2 separate regions of the Muntiacus reevesi genome follow, and region 2 is linked to region 1. The links are chromatin contacts, called in public Hi-C maps. All regions are on one chromosome and are shown on one strand. The core of a region is the stretch at or near the end of the contact, and the rest is flanking DNA. Distances in the headings are between cores, read along the strand shown. Region 1 holds the start of IARS2 (isoleucyl-tRNA synthetase 2, mitochondrial). Region 2 holds the start of RAB3GAP2 (RAB3 GTPase activating non-catalytic protein subunit 2).

The links. Hi-C and Micro-C count contacts between places; a contact is called where the count stands out from the background.
Region 2: a Hi-C map of blood shows a contact between it and region 1, with 1.9 times the contacts expected there. The contact joins the promoter of RAB3GAP2 here to the promoter of IARS2 in region 1. A contact is called at or near these places in 2 of 3 Hi-C or Micro-C datasets (blood and muscle).

The regions. Positions count from the first base shown.
Region 1 is chr5:70,621,591-70,627,826 of mMunRee1.1, reverse strand. IARS2 (isoleucyl-tRNA synthetase 2, mitochondrial) reads right to left here and starts at 4,596. Exons shown (of 23, transcript XM_065938358.1): 1 at 4,232-4,596; 2 at 2,316-2,438. The coding sequence starts at 4,498.
Region 2 is chr5:70,766,080-70,773,241 of mMunRee1.1, reverse strand. RAB3GAP2 (RAB3 GTPase activating non-catalytic protein subunit 2) reads left to right here and starts at 2,528. Exons shown (of 35, transcript XM_065938357.1): 1 at 2,528-2,766. The coding sequence starts at 2,652.

The DNA.
Region 1 (6,236 bases), core at 3,347-5,846:
ATTATAATATAATTCTACTCTAATAGCAATACTGACTTGTTCAGTGACCAGATTTCTGGTGGTGAAAATACAGACAGATGTCCAAGGTCATGCCTTCTTCAAACTTTCCATTAAAGTATACATAGAAATAAAGGACTGAAAAAATAAATAAATAAAGATAAGGGACTGAAAAGTATAGTAAATAAATTGTGGTACACACTCTCTCAATGGAATGCTTCTCTACAATTATTGACAATTAAGAAGGAATCAACCATTGACATCATAACAGCATGTACGAATATCAAACACTGTACAAGTAACAGAAGCCAGACATAGAAGAATCTGTTATAATTCAACCTATCTGAAATTTTGCAATTGGCAAAAAAATTATAGCAACAGAAACTAAAAGAGTGATGAGGGCAGTAAGCCTTCATTCTAGAAGGCCAGCATCACCCTGATACCAAATCCTCACTTTATCCTCCTCAAACACACCAAGAAAACTCACCTCAAGTCTTTGTACTTGGCACTGTGTGTGTGTATACTCAGTACACACACAAATGGAGTGAGTTGTCATTTCTTACTCCAAGGGATCTTCCCCACCCAGGGATCTAACCTGTGTCTGCTGTGTCTCCTGAATTGGCAGGCATACTTTTCACCACTTGAACCACATGGGAAGCACTTAGCTATTGCTGCTGTTGTTCAGTCATGAAGTCGTGTCTGCCTCTTTGCAACCCTATGGACTGCAGCACGCCAGGCTTTCTTGTCTCTCACTATCTCCTGGAGTTTGTGCAACTGGGTCAGTGATGCCATCCAACCATTTCATCCTCTGTCGCCCCTTCTCTTCCTACCCTCAATCTTTCCCAGCATCAGAGTCTTTTCCATTGAGTCAGCTCTTCACATCAGGTGGCCAAAGTATTGGAGTTTCAGCTTCAGCACCTGTCCTTCAATTAACATTCAGCACTGATTTCCTTTAGGATTAACTGGTTTGATCTCCTTGCTGTCCAAGGGACTCTCAAGAGTTTTCTCCAGCAACACAGTTCAAAAGCATCAATTCTTCGGTATTCACATCTGTACATGACCACTGGAAAAACCATAGCTTTGACTATATGGACCTTTGTCGATAAATTGATGTCTCTGCTTTTTAATATGCTGTCTAGGTTATCATAGTTTTTCTTCCAAGGAGCAAGCCTCTTTGATTTCATGGCTGCAGTCACCATCCACAGTGATTTTGGAGCACAAAATAATAAAGTCTGCCGCTATTTCATTTCTCCCCCTTCTATTTGCCATGAAGTGATGGGACCTGATGCCATGATCTTAGTTTTTTTAACGCTGAGCTTTAAGGCAACTTTTTCACTCTCCTCTTTCAGTTAGTTATACTTACCCCAAATACCCCACAGCTTACCCTCTTGCTTCGTTGAGGACCTTACAGGAATGTCATCTTTTCAGTGAGGGGGGGGTATCCCAGATCAATTTAATAAAACTACACTTTGCCCAACTGACCCACCTATTAATCTTCCCTGTTTTTATTTTCTTCTAAAGTACTCATTACTACAAATAATGCGTGTATTCCTATGTGTGTATATGTCTGTATGTATGCGTGTGATTGTGTGTTGGGGGGGGTTGGGGATTCCACACATACAACCAAGCAATTCTTGGACATTAGCAGGGTGTCTGAGAATTAGCATAAATGGGGTGGCATAAAGAGGAGAAATATCTTTCTCACTATTCCACAGGCTGTGGAGTCCAAGATCAAGGGGCTGGCAAATTCAGTATCTGGTAAGGACCCCTTTCGGGTTCATAGACCCCATTTTTCCCACTGTAACCTCACATGGCATAAGGGGACAAGGGAGCTCTCTGAGGTCTTTTTAATTAGGGCTTTTAAGCCCACTGATGGAGGGATTAGGTTTCAACATACGATTTGCAGGGGGAGGGAGACAAACATTCAGTCTATGGCAACTATCTACCATATTAAACATTTTACTTATTTATCTTTCTGTGCCTTCCTGTTTAGATCACAAGCTCCATGAAGACAGGACTTATTCTTATTTTGTTCACTGTTATTCCCAGAGTCTAGACAATATCTGGCACATAACAGATGCTCATTAATTATTTATTGAATAAAATGATACTTATTAATGTAAAATAAATTCAAAGCAAATACCAGTGATGTTAGTTTTCACACAGTACTAAAACTGTTCATTGACACTTTCTATTAAGACATTTCAGTTTATATCAATGCAAGTTTACATATTGTCATAAAGTCAGAATATACTTTTTTCCAAAGTGTATTTACATAAAGATTTTCCTTCACATCTTATAACCAAAATTATAATTACCTTATTTAAAGCATGTCCAACATGAGGGTCACCATTTGCATAAGGAGGTCCATCATGAAGACAAAACTCAGTCTTCACTTTTCTTTCTCTTTGCCATGAATAAAGTTCTGAAAATCCACATTTCTGTTTAAAAAGAACAATAATCTCTGCACATCACATAAACACATACTCGTGAATCTTGCCATAAGTAACACTCAGCACCTGCTTATTTCCTATCGCATTCCAAAATATTCAACTCTAAAACACAAGGTGAGTTTTCTAAAATGCACATCTTCCAATTAAAAAATAAATTTAAGAATGTTTTATCAAAAAAAAACTTTACTCCTTCTAATAACACAAAAAATAAATAAGATACACATCTGAGTACTTATCTCTTAAAACTTTTCAATAGATACCCTGCAGACTTCAGTTGAAAGTCTAAGTTCTCTATGAAGGTATACAGGACCCTACAAGGTTTGCGCTTATTCGCTGAGAGTCGTGTCCGACTCTTTGCAACCCCTTGGCCTGTAGCCTGCCAGGCTCCTCTGTCTGTGGGACTGTCTAGGCAAGAATACTGCAGTGGGTTGCCATGCCCTCCTCCAGGGGAATCTTCCCAACCCAGGATCGAACGTGTGTCTCCTGCACCAGCAAGCAATTCTTCACCTCTGCACCACCTGGGAAGGCCTACAAAGGTTTAATACCACAAAATTCTCAGACACACACACACACACACACACACTCTCTCTCTCTCATATCTTATTCCTGCTATGCTATGGCCTCAACACAAATTTCTCAGACACACACACACACACACACACTCTCTCTCTCTCTCATATCTTATTCCTGCTATGCTATGGCCTCAACACAAAATTCTCAGACACACACACACACACACACACACACACACACACACACACACTTTCTCTCTCTCATATCTTACTCCTGCTATGCTATGGCCTCAACACTTGCTACTCTCTCAGTCTGGAAAAACGCTGACTGCAGCCCCACTCCCCTTCCCTCACCTTCTGTGTGATGTTGGCCAAGTCACTTTGCCTTTGTAGGACTATCCCCTCATTTGAAAAAAAAAGTTAATAATACTCAACCCACCAAGCTGGTGTAAAGATTATACAAGAAAATATCTGAAACTGTCACAATTCCAGAAATACTGAAAGTACTGGACGGAACACTTAAAAAACTAGATGGCCAAAACAGGTTTGTGAGTCTAGAACTCTGAGAGCTGTCATAAGAATATTTAAGCTAAGCATATTTACTTAACTAAGATATCCAAAATATCAGGGATTTGTAAAGACCCTAGAATTACACAAACTAACAAGTGAATTTCTGGCCTTAGAAAGCTCAGTTTAATACAGGAGACAGAGGCACAGGTGAGGAAGAGGACTCAGATGAAGTAACCATGGCTACTTAACCCTTCAAACAAGCCACCTTCCAACTAGCAACCTACTGATACCACAAAAGTGAGCTTCAACTTCTCATGATCGCATCTTTATATGTGTACATGTTAATTTACTTTAAACAAATCACTGGAAAAGAGTCCAAATTCGACTAGTTTTGTGTAAGCTAAAACTGGAATTTCTATTCCATCCATGCTATCTGAGCACAGCTGTTTGACCGCTGGACTTTGCTGGTGGCTCAGACGGTAGGTGGCTCTGCCTACAATGCCGGCGACCCGGGTTAGCATTCCGGTCTGGAACCCGCCACCTCTAGGGGACTTGTCTAGAGGTTTCCGCACCTGTGTTTTCACTCAGTACAACCTGTGGGAAGTGCATGATTCCCACTGGTCTGATCGCAACACCTCTGGCCCAAGAGGGTCTGGAGCCTGCGGCCGGGCCCTGCCCTGCCCTGCCCTGCCCGGGATGTGGGTGCCCCAGGCGTGACTCCAGGGAGGCCCCGCTCCCGGCCCGCAGGCCCGCCCGTACCTGCTGGATCTCCAGCTCCGTGTCGGGCTGCTGGCGGCCCAGCAGCTTCATGGGGAAGCTGGTCTGCGGCAGCAACACCGTGTCCCGATAGCTGCCATTACTCGAGTTCTGCGGCTGGTTACTGGCCCCTGTGACTGACCGCACCAAAAGGCTCCCGGTTGTCCCTCGCCAGCGCGGCCGACGAGGAAGGCGTGGGGGCACCCACAAATTCCAGGCCGCGGCCAGGGCCGCCGCCCCCGGACCGCGAGGGCGCAGCCCCCAACGCATGGCGGGCCAGACCAACCCCAGGGTCCAGGTGGACGCCGGGGCCTCGGCTCCGGCCGGGCTTTGTGGGAACAGGGAGCCCAGAGCACGGGCGCGAGCCCTACGGGAGTGCGCACGCGCGCGGGGTGGGGAAGGGGCGGGGACGCGGCGCGGGGCGGGGAGACAGGGGACCCAAACACACCCGGATCTTGGCGGCAGCCGCCCCTGGAGCGGCGCTGATGAGAGCGGGAAGAGGTGTGGCCCGCGCCCCAAGCTCACGATTCAGTCACCGCGCGTTCCTTTTAAAGTTTATTTTATTTAATCCAGTATAACTAACGTTACCACTTCAACATGTAATTCATATAAAATTATAAATATAATATTTCACATTCTTTCTCTTCATTCCAGGTCTTCGAAAATTGCTATGTAATTTACACATATAGCGTATCTCCGTCCATTTGGACTGCTGCTGCTGCTGCTGCTGCTAAGTCGCTTCGGTCGTGTCCAACTCTTTGCGACCCCATAGACGGCAGTCCACCAGGCTCCACCATCCCTGGGATTCTCCAGGCAAGAACACTGGAATGGGTTGCCATTTCCTTCTCCAATGCATGAAAGTGAAAAGTAAAAGTGAAGTCACTCAGTCGTGTCCGACTCTTAGCGACCCATGGACTGCAGCCCGCCAGACTCCTCCGTCCAAGGGATTTTCCAGGCAAGAGTACTGGAGTGGGGTGCCATTGCCTTCTGCATCCATTTGGACTACAATTTGCCAACTCAGTTCAGTTCAGTCGCTCAGTCGTGATAGACTCTTTGCGACTCCATGGAAACTGCAGCACGCCAGGTTTTCCTGTCCATCACCAACTCCCAGAAATTGCTCAAACTCATGTTCATCCAGTCGGTGATGCCTTCCAACCGTCTCAGCCTCTGGTCATCCCTTCTCCTCCCGCCTTCAATGTTCCCGCCTTCAATCAGTGTTAACATCAGGGTCTTTTCCAATTAGTCAGTTCTTTGCATCACGTGGCCAGAGGATTGGAGATCAGCTTCAGCATCAGTCCTTCCAATGAATATTCAGGACTGCTCCCCTTTAGGATTGACTGATTTGATCTCCTTGCAGTTCAAGGGACTTTCAAGAGTCTTCTCCAACACCACAGTTCAAAAGCATCAATTCTTCAGCGCTCAGCTTTCTTTATAGTCCAACTCTCACATCCATACATGACCACTGAAAAAACCATAGCTTTGACTAGACGGACCTTTGTTGGCAAAGTAATGTCTCTGCTTTATAATATACTGTCTGTGTTGGTCATAGCTTTTCTTCCAAGCAAGCATCTTTTAATTTCATGGCTGCAGTCACCATCTACAGTGATTTTGGAGACCAAGAAAATACTCTGTCACTGCTTCTATTGTTTCCCCATCTATTTGCCATGAAGTGATGGGACTGGATACCATGATCTTAGTTTTTTGAATGTTGAGTTTTAAGCCACCTTTTTCACTCTCCTCTTTCACTTTCATCAAGAGGCTCTTTAAAAAAAAAGAAAAGGAAAGAAAAAAGAGGCTTTTCAGTTTCTGCCATAAGGATGGTGACATCTACATATCTGAGGTTATTGATATATTTCTCCCACCACATGATGGAATATTACTCAGACTTAAAAAAGAGTGAGATTTTGCCATTTGCAGCAACATGGATGAACTTGGTGGGGCATTATACTAAGTGAAATGTCAGAGAAAGACAAATATTATGTGATATCATTTATATATAGAATCTAAA
Region 2 (7,162 bases), core at 1,279-3,778, 150 kb before region 1:
CTTTATGGTAATATTAAAATAATTCCTTTATTATTTTAATAAACAGGCAATGAAAAATTAGTCCATCTATCTAGGAAACAAATGAAAAATTTTATTTGAGCTGTATATGAGGATTATTACCTGGGAACAGCATCTGAGAAAACTCTGAGAACTGTTCCACTAATTAGAAGTCAAGGCAACATTATATGTTTTTTGAGACAGAAGGCTGGTAACATCAAATTGTTAGGGGTACTACCAACTAAAATTGCTTGCCCTGGCCCGGCACCATAGTAATCACTTGCATGAGTTATCCTTACAAAAGGAGGTCTTGGTTAGGAACAAGGAACTAACAAGCTACCATTAACCAGAAGAATTCATGAGAGGTCAGGAAGAGAGACGAGACTCCAGTGCATGTGTCTTGCCACCCTCCCAGAAACTTGCTTGCTGGAATCCATTTTGGCTGAGTGATGGGCACACCACCAGGAAGGACCCTGAGTCAGAGTGATTGGCCAGAGACAACCTGAAACCAACAAGATTACCGTAAAACCCAAGACTGTGAACCACATGGCCGAAGAGTTCTCCTGGGTTTCCTCACCCTGCGGCTCTCCACCAGGGCACTCCTTCCCAATAAAGTCTCTTACTTTGTCAACACCTGTGTTTCCTCAGACAATTCACTTCCATGTGTCAGAGAGAGCCCATTCTTGGGCCCTGGAAGGGGTCCCTTTTCCTGCAACAAAATGACATATTATTGATAGCTTACATAATCCAGATGTAAGTGCCATGTGATCCCTTATGAGATCAAGAAGGAATGTTATCTTTTTCAGCTTTTACTTTTTAGAAAAATCATTTAAATGTGCTTAAAGGGTCTTCTCTTTGAGCAGTCATGTACAGATGAGAGTTGGACCATAAAGGCTGAGTGCCAAAGAATAGATGCTCTCCAACTGTGATGTTGGAGAAGACTCTTGAGAGTCCCTTGGACAGCAAGGAGATCAAACCAGTCAATCCTAAAGAAATCATCCCTGAATATTCATTGGAAGGACTGAAGCTGAAGCTCCAATACTTTGGCCACCTGATGCGAAGATCTGACTCATCAGAAAAGACCCTGATGCTGGGAAAGGGCAGGAGGAGAAGGTGCCGACAGAAGATGAGGTGGTTAGACAGTATCACCAACTCAATGGACCTGAGCTTGAACAAACTCAGAAAGATAGTGAAAGACAGGGAAGCCTGGCGAGCTGTCGTCCATGGGGTTGCATAGTCTGACACAATTTAGCAACTGAATAACAAAAGGTTCTTCTCGGAGACACACAGATATATTTCTTCATTAAAAAAAACAGATAAGACACACTCAGGATGGCACTGTGACAACCTACCTTGACAATGTGTGGGAAAATACTTTAAAAAATATGAAGTGCTTTGTAAAAGAAGTGGGTTTTTCTACTTACCCTATGTACACATTCCATTTATTCCTCCAGGAAATACTTATTGCACATTATGTGCCAAGTCCTGGGACAGACACTGAATATAAAGGACACAAAATGACATCCCAACCTTCAGGAGTTTACAATGAAGCCTGTTCCTGAAATTGGCAACACCTCCATCCCAACAAAACAAACAAAAAAACAAGTAAGTGAGATTCCTTGTTATGCTATGTACGAACTTACTTCTTTTTTTCCTAGCATCATCATGAGTGAAGTGAGTGAAGTAGCTCAGTCGTGCCCGACTCTGTGCGACCCCATGGACTGTAGCCTACCTGGTTCCTCCTTCCATGGGATTCTCCAGGCAAGGATACTGGAGTGGGATGCCATTTCTTTATCCACGGGATCTTCCCGACCCAGGGATCGAATCCGGGTCTCCGCATTGCAGGCAGACACTTTAACCTCTGAGCCACCTATATAGTTAATTAATAGCTTACTATCCATATCAACCACCATAATTTTAAGCTCCATGGAACAAGTATTTCACCTCTTTTGGTCTCTGCTTTATACTCAAAGCCTTGCGTGCCTGACACAGAAGAGGAGCAATGTTATTTGTTGAATGGACGGAGAAACGAATCAAAGAGCAAATGGATGTCGAAAAACAAGACTGCAATACAGTATAATACGCACAGTATTAGGCGTGCATAGTGTGACGAGAATTTATATGAGCCGTTTAAAACTAGGCTTGACGGGGCTGACTTCCAGAAGAGAAATTAATCTTTTGAAACTCAGATACTTGCATGATACCGTCCCCCACTGGCCTGGCAGTAGCTTAACAGGTATTATTCTCTAGCAAGCCATCTAGAAGACTGGTTAAATGACTCAAAGCCCGGCGCGGACAACGTCCAATGAGGTCACCTCTGGCTAAAAGCCAGAATGAATAAAAGGGTTCAACCCCGCTACGGATACAGAACCGGGACTGAAGCCGGATCCCGGCCTCCACCGCGACGTTACACCCTTCGGGCGCCGCCGGTCACGTGATCCGGGCCGCGCCCGCCAGGGCGCCTAGGCTGTCCCGCGCACGCGCAGTGCTCCGGGCGGCGGAACCGAGGGCGCTGACAGCTTCCGGTTTGGTTTCCCCGCCCCCTGCGCGGCTGAAGCTCTCTGGGCTCCGCGGTGGCGGCTGGAACCGCGGCGGGGTGGCGGGGGCAGGGCGTGGTGAGGTAAGGTGAATGCCCCAGTGGGGTTCCCGGAGCCATGGCCTGCTCCATTGTCCAGTTCTGCTCCTTCCAGGACCTCCAGGCCGCCCGGGACTTCCTCTTCCCTCATCTGCGGGAGGAGACCCCCAGCGGCGCCGTGAGGAGGGACCCCAGTAAGTGCCCCCGCCTCGCTGCTCCCTTCCCCGCCTCCGCCCGCGGGACTAGCGCGGCGGGCTCGGGTCTCCTGCCCGCCCCGGCGCTCCTAGTTCCTCCCTCGCCTCCCCTTTCCTCTCCGCGCGGATCCCCTGACGTGGGTCCTGAAGCCGCGTCCGCCTGCCCCGACTGCGTCGGTGTTGTCTTCCTCTCGCCTAAGCCACTCCGCCCTCTGGCCAAACACTGCGTCTAGCTTGCTCTGCTCTCTGCCTAGCCCACTTCCCCACCCCCCAACTCCTAGTTTTCTCTCTGAGTCTCTTCTCCGTCTCCCCTCCCTCCGTCCGGGGTCCCCGGTTCCACACCTCCTGCCCCGGGATCGCATCCTCCCCCCCACTCCTCGCCAGCTGTCAGCACGCTAGCCTGGTTTCGCCTGAACCCCCATCCCATGCTCCTCCGTGTTTGGGACTGTGTGGCCTTCTGCTGTTTCCCTTTCCGAAAGTGTCTGTCATCGCCCACACTCTGCCTTCTTCCATCCCCTTTCTTCCCATTCAGGTTTAGAAAATAAGTGATTGACAAGTGAGAGACTCCTTAGGTGGTGAGTTGGAGGCTCCCAAATAAAGGAAAATAACCTGTCGGGGAGTGAGAAGCCCCATCAGGAGTTAAAATCACAGCAGCTTGGTCATGAAAAGTTAATGAGACGAGAAGCCTTCTACCTGTTATTATCATCAAACAGCGTGACTTGCCCACGTAGTGTAAAACTCCAAGTCTGTTTATTAGCTGCTGCAGAATTCCTCAGAATTTCCTACGTTTTACCTTTTAAAGGGGCTGTTTTGTGTGTCAGTTGTTTTGTGTTTCCATTTTACTGCAAAGCCGTGTGTCCAGTTACTTCGTGCTATATTCGAATGGTGATGAAAAGCCCACTAAATAAGTTTCTCTCCGTTTTTAAAGTTTAGAAGGTATCAAATCACACCTGTTTATGAATATTAGCTCTGTGCCCGTCGATGGTGCTGCCAATCAAGTGAGACTGATGGTCTCTGTCCTCTTCAGGAGCAGTACAGTTTACTGGGACAAATAAGTTAACCCCTACCGTACAGTGTGAACCATATTTATACATATGGCACTAGGAGATACAGTCCTTGAAGTGGGGGTACTTAAGTCTACCTTTGAAGTGGTGCTTAGATGAATAGGGGAGAGGGAATAGCACGTGTAGCGGAAGGGAGGCCTGAAATGGCATGGTATTTAGCTAAGAAAGGCTGAATGACTGAAGAGCAGGGTGTGAGGAAAAGAGCCTTGAAGGTAATGAGGAGCATGATCATGAGAAGCCTTGGGAAGGGAGTCAGATGCATCTGAAGACATTAAACAAAGGAATGATGTGATGAAATTTGTACTTAACGGAATCGGCAAAGTTCTTACATACCTGTTAAGTGTGTTGGCAGCAGTATGGAGGAGAGATAGGAAGCAGGGAACTTCTTTCTGAGGATATTTCAGTAACCCATGCAAAAGTGATGCAAGCATGGACTAAAGTAGCTTCAGTAGGACTTGAGATCAGCGGCTAGATCAGGAAGATTTTAAGATAGAATCTGCAGGACCTAATGAAGATCTGGTGCTGGGGGTTGTAGCTGGTGAGTGAGAGGGAGGTGAGGATGCCTTTGGCTTTTGACTTGGGCAAGAGTTTCTAATGAAAGGGAATGAAGGAGATCGGTTTTGGATCTTTTACATCTTAAATGCTTCTAGTTTGTCCAGTTTTAAATGTATGCAGTGTCCAGTCGAACAGGTCTAAAACTTAATAAAGATCCCTGGCCTTGAGGTGTGAACTCAGGAGTTACCAGTAAAAAGTGTCAATCCGTCTCAACGGTTATAAATATAGTGAAATGAATGCAGGCCAAGTTTAAGTCAAATAGAGGTGAATGGGAAGAAGACAACAGAAAGAGAGGAAAACTAGGTGAAAGTAATGCCGCAGAAGTGAGAGAGAATCTGATGCAAGGGACGAGTGGTCAGTAGTTGTGAATGCAGCAGAGATCAGCTAAGATGAGGATGGAAAAGTGTTCATTGGCTTTGGGAGGATGGAGGTGACTAGGACCTTAGGACAGTTTCAGGGGAACGGCAGGAGAGGAGTTAAAAAATAAATTTGCCTATTCCAAGGACCCAGGTTGTGAACTATGTTGGACATAGGACTGTAGATAAAGGATGCAGAGGAAGGAACACATTTCCTCTATCCCATTGCCACTCCCCTTGTCCAGGCCACCATCTTCTCTCACCTACTCAGTGAGACTACTCTTCTTTTAATAGATCTTCCTGCTTCTACTGTTGGTTTTGGTTTTTTCCTTATGTGTGACAGTTTGCATCTGCTAATCCCAGTCTCCCAATCCTTCCTGCCCCTAACCCCCGCCCCTGTGGCAACCATAAGTCTATTCTGTGTCCGTAAGTCTGTTTTTGTTTTGTAGATATGTTCATTTGTGTTGTATTTTAGATTTCACGTGTAAGTGGTATATGGTATTTTGCAAATGGCATTATTTCATTCTTAATGGCTGAGTACTATTCTGTTGTGTGTGTATATATATGTGTGTGTATTATATATACACACCACATTTTCTTTATCCATTCATCTGTTAGTGGACATTTAGATTGTTTCCATGTCTTGGCTATTGCGCATAGTGCTGCTGTGAACATAGGGGTGCATGTATCTTTTTGAATTACAGTTTTGTCTGGGTATATCCTCAGGAGTGGGATTGCTGGTGGGTCATAAGTCGGTTCTATTTTTAGGTTTTTTTTTTTTTTTTTTGAGGAACCTCCATACTGTTTTTCATAGTGACTGAACCAACTTTTATTCCTACTGACAGGGTAAGAAGGTTCCCTTTTCTCCATACCCTCTCTAGACTTGTTAATTTGTAGACTTGTTAATGGTTTCTTGTAGTTAGTTCCAAAAGCTGTCAAAGTGAACTTTTAAACAATTTAATCATAACAGTCTTCTCTCTATAACTGTCTGTGGTTTCACTTGCAGTTAATATAAAATCCAAAGTTCTCACATGGCTTAAAGGCGCCATGTGAGTGGCTTAGAGGCGCCACTTCCTGCTGCTTCTTGTACCTCATACTCTTCTCCCCTTGTTTCTTATGCTTCAGACACTTTTGTTGTTAAAGCTGTGATGTGCTTAGTCGCTCAGTCATGTCCAGCTCTTTTCGACCCCATGGACTGGAGCCTGCCAGGCTGCTCTATCCATGGGATTCTCCAGGCAAGACTACTACAGTGGGTTGCCACGCCCTCCTGCATGGGATCTTCCCAACCCAGGGATCGAACCCGGGTCTCCCTCATTGCAGGCAGATTCTCTGCCGTCCGAGCCTCCAGGAAAACCCACCAAGGTCGTTTGTACCTGAGACCGTTGCCCTTGCTCTTGTCCCCACCTTGGATGTTCTCTGCAGATCCTTGCATGCTCAGTGCATCTCAGAGAGACCTTTTTTGAGTATGTCATCTAAAACAGACATCACTGTTCCCCTTTTCTCATTTGTTACTTGCAGTCATTTCATCTTGTTTATGTTCATCACCAAGTCTGTATTGTCCAGTATGGTCGTTTCTTGCCAGAACTAACCGTAGAAGTAGGGCAGTTGCTACTGAGGAACAGAATTTTTACTTTTACTTAATTTTAATTAAATTTAAGTAGTCAGATATGGCTGGTGGCTGCCATGTTGTATGGCACAGTTATGAATGCTAAAATGTGAGCAGCTACAGATTGAATACTTGTGCAGGGTCACACAGTGAAGAGTAGCCATAGGCTATGAATTTGATCCAGGCGTTTGGGAATATAATCATACCCTAGACATCAGATTAATTTATAACATGCCTGTAGGTTTCCAAATACGATTTAATTTATTACCCTTTTAAATAAAATTCTTTGGAATACGTATGTTGGTATTATTGCGGCTGCTAGCAATTCAAGTGGAAAATAAGTGGAGAAAGAACCTCCTAATCAGTGAACCCCTTTGCCAGATCTGTATTTTACAGTTAAAATGGTGCTTTAATTTAGAAATGAAAGTCTGAAAAATAGCTTGTCCTGTTGTAAATAGTTTACTTGCAATTCTTGGAATGACTGGTTTACAGATCTCAGTAATCACTCTGGCCATCTTTTACAAAACATCAGACTTTGTGAAGAGTTCATCGTTAAGAAAATCTGAACCTATATTTTTGTGAGGGTGAAAATTTACATTGTAAAAATGAAGCGATGGTGGTATTTGGTTTTGCTTTTCTTCACTTTGTTAGTGTTGTGAGTGATGACTTTATTGAGAAATAGAAATCATGAGATCATTTTATTTAGCTTATATAGTTTTGCTTTTAGTATATATCTTTTTAAAAAATATTTGTTTGCTCTTGTTGGTTGCTGCATGATGGATCTTCTTTGCATCATGAAGGATCTTTCGTTGCAA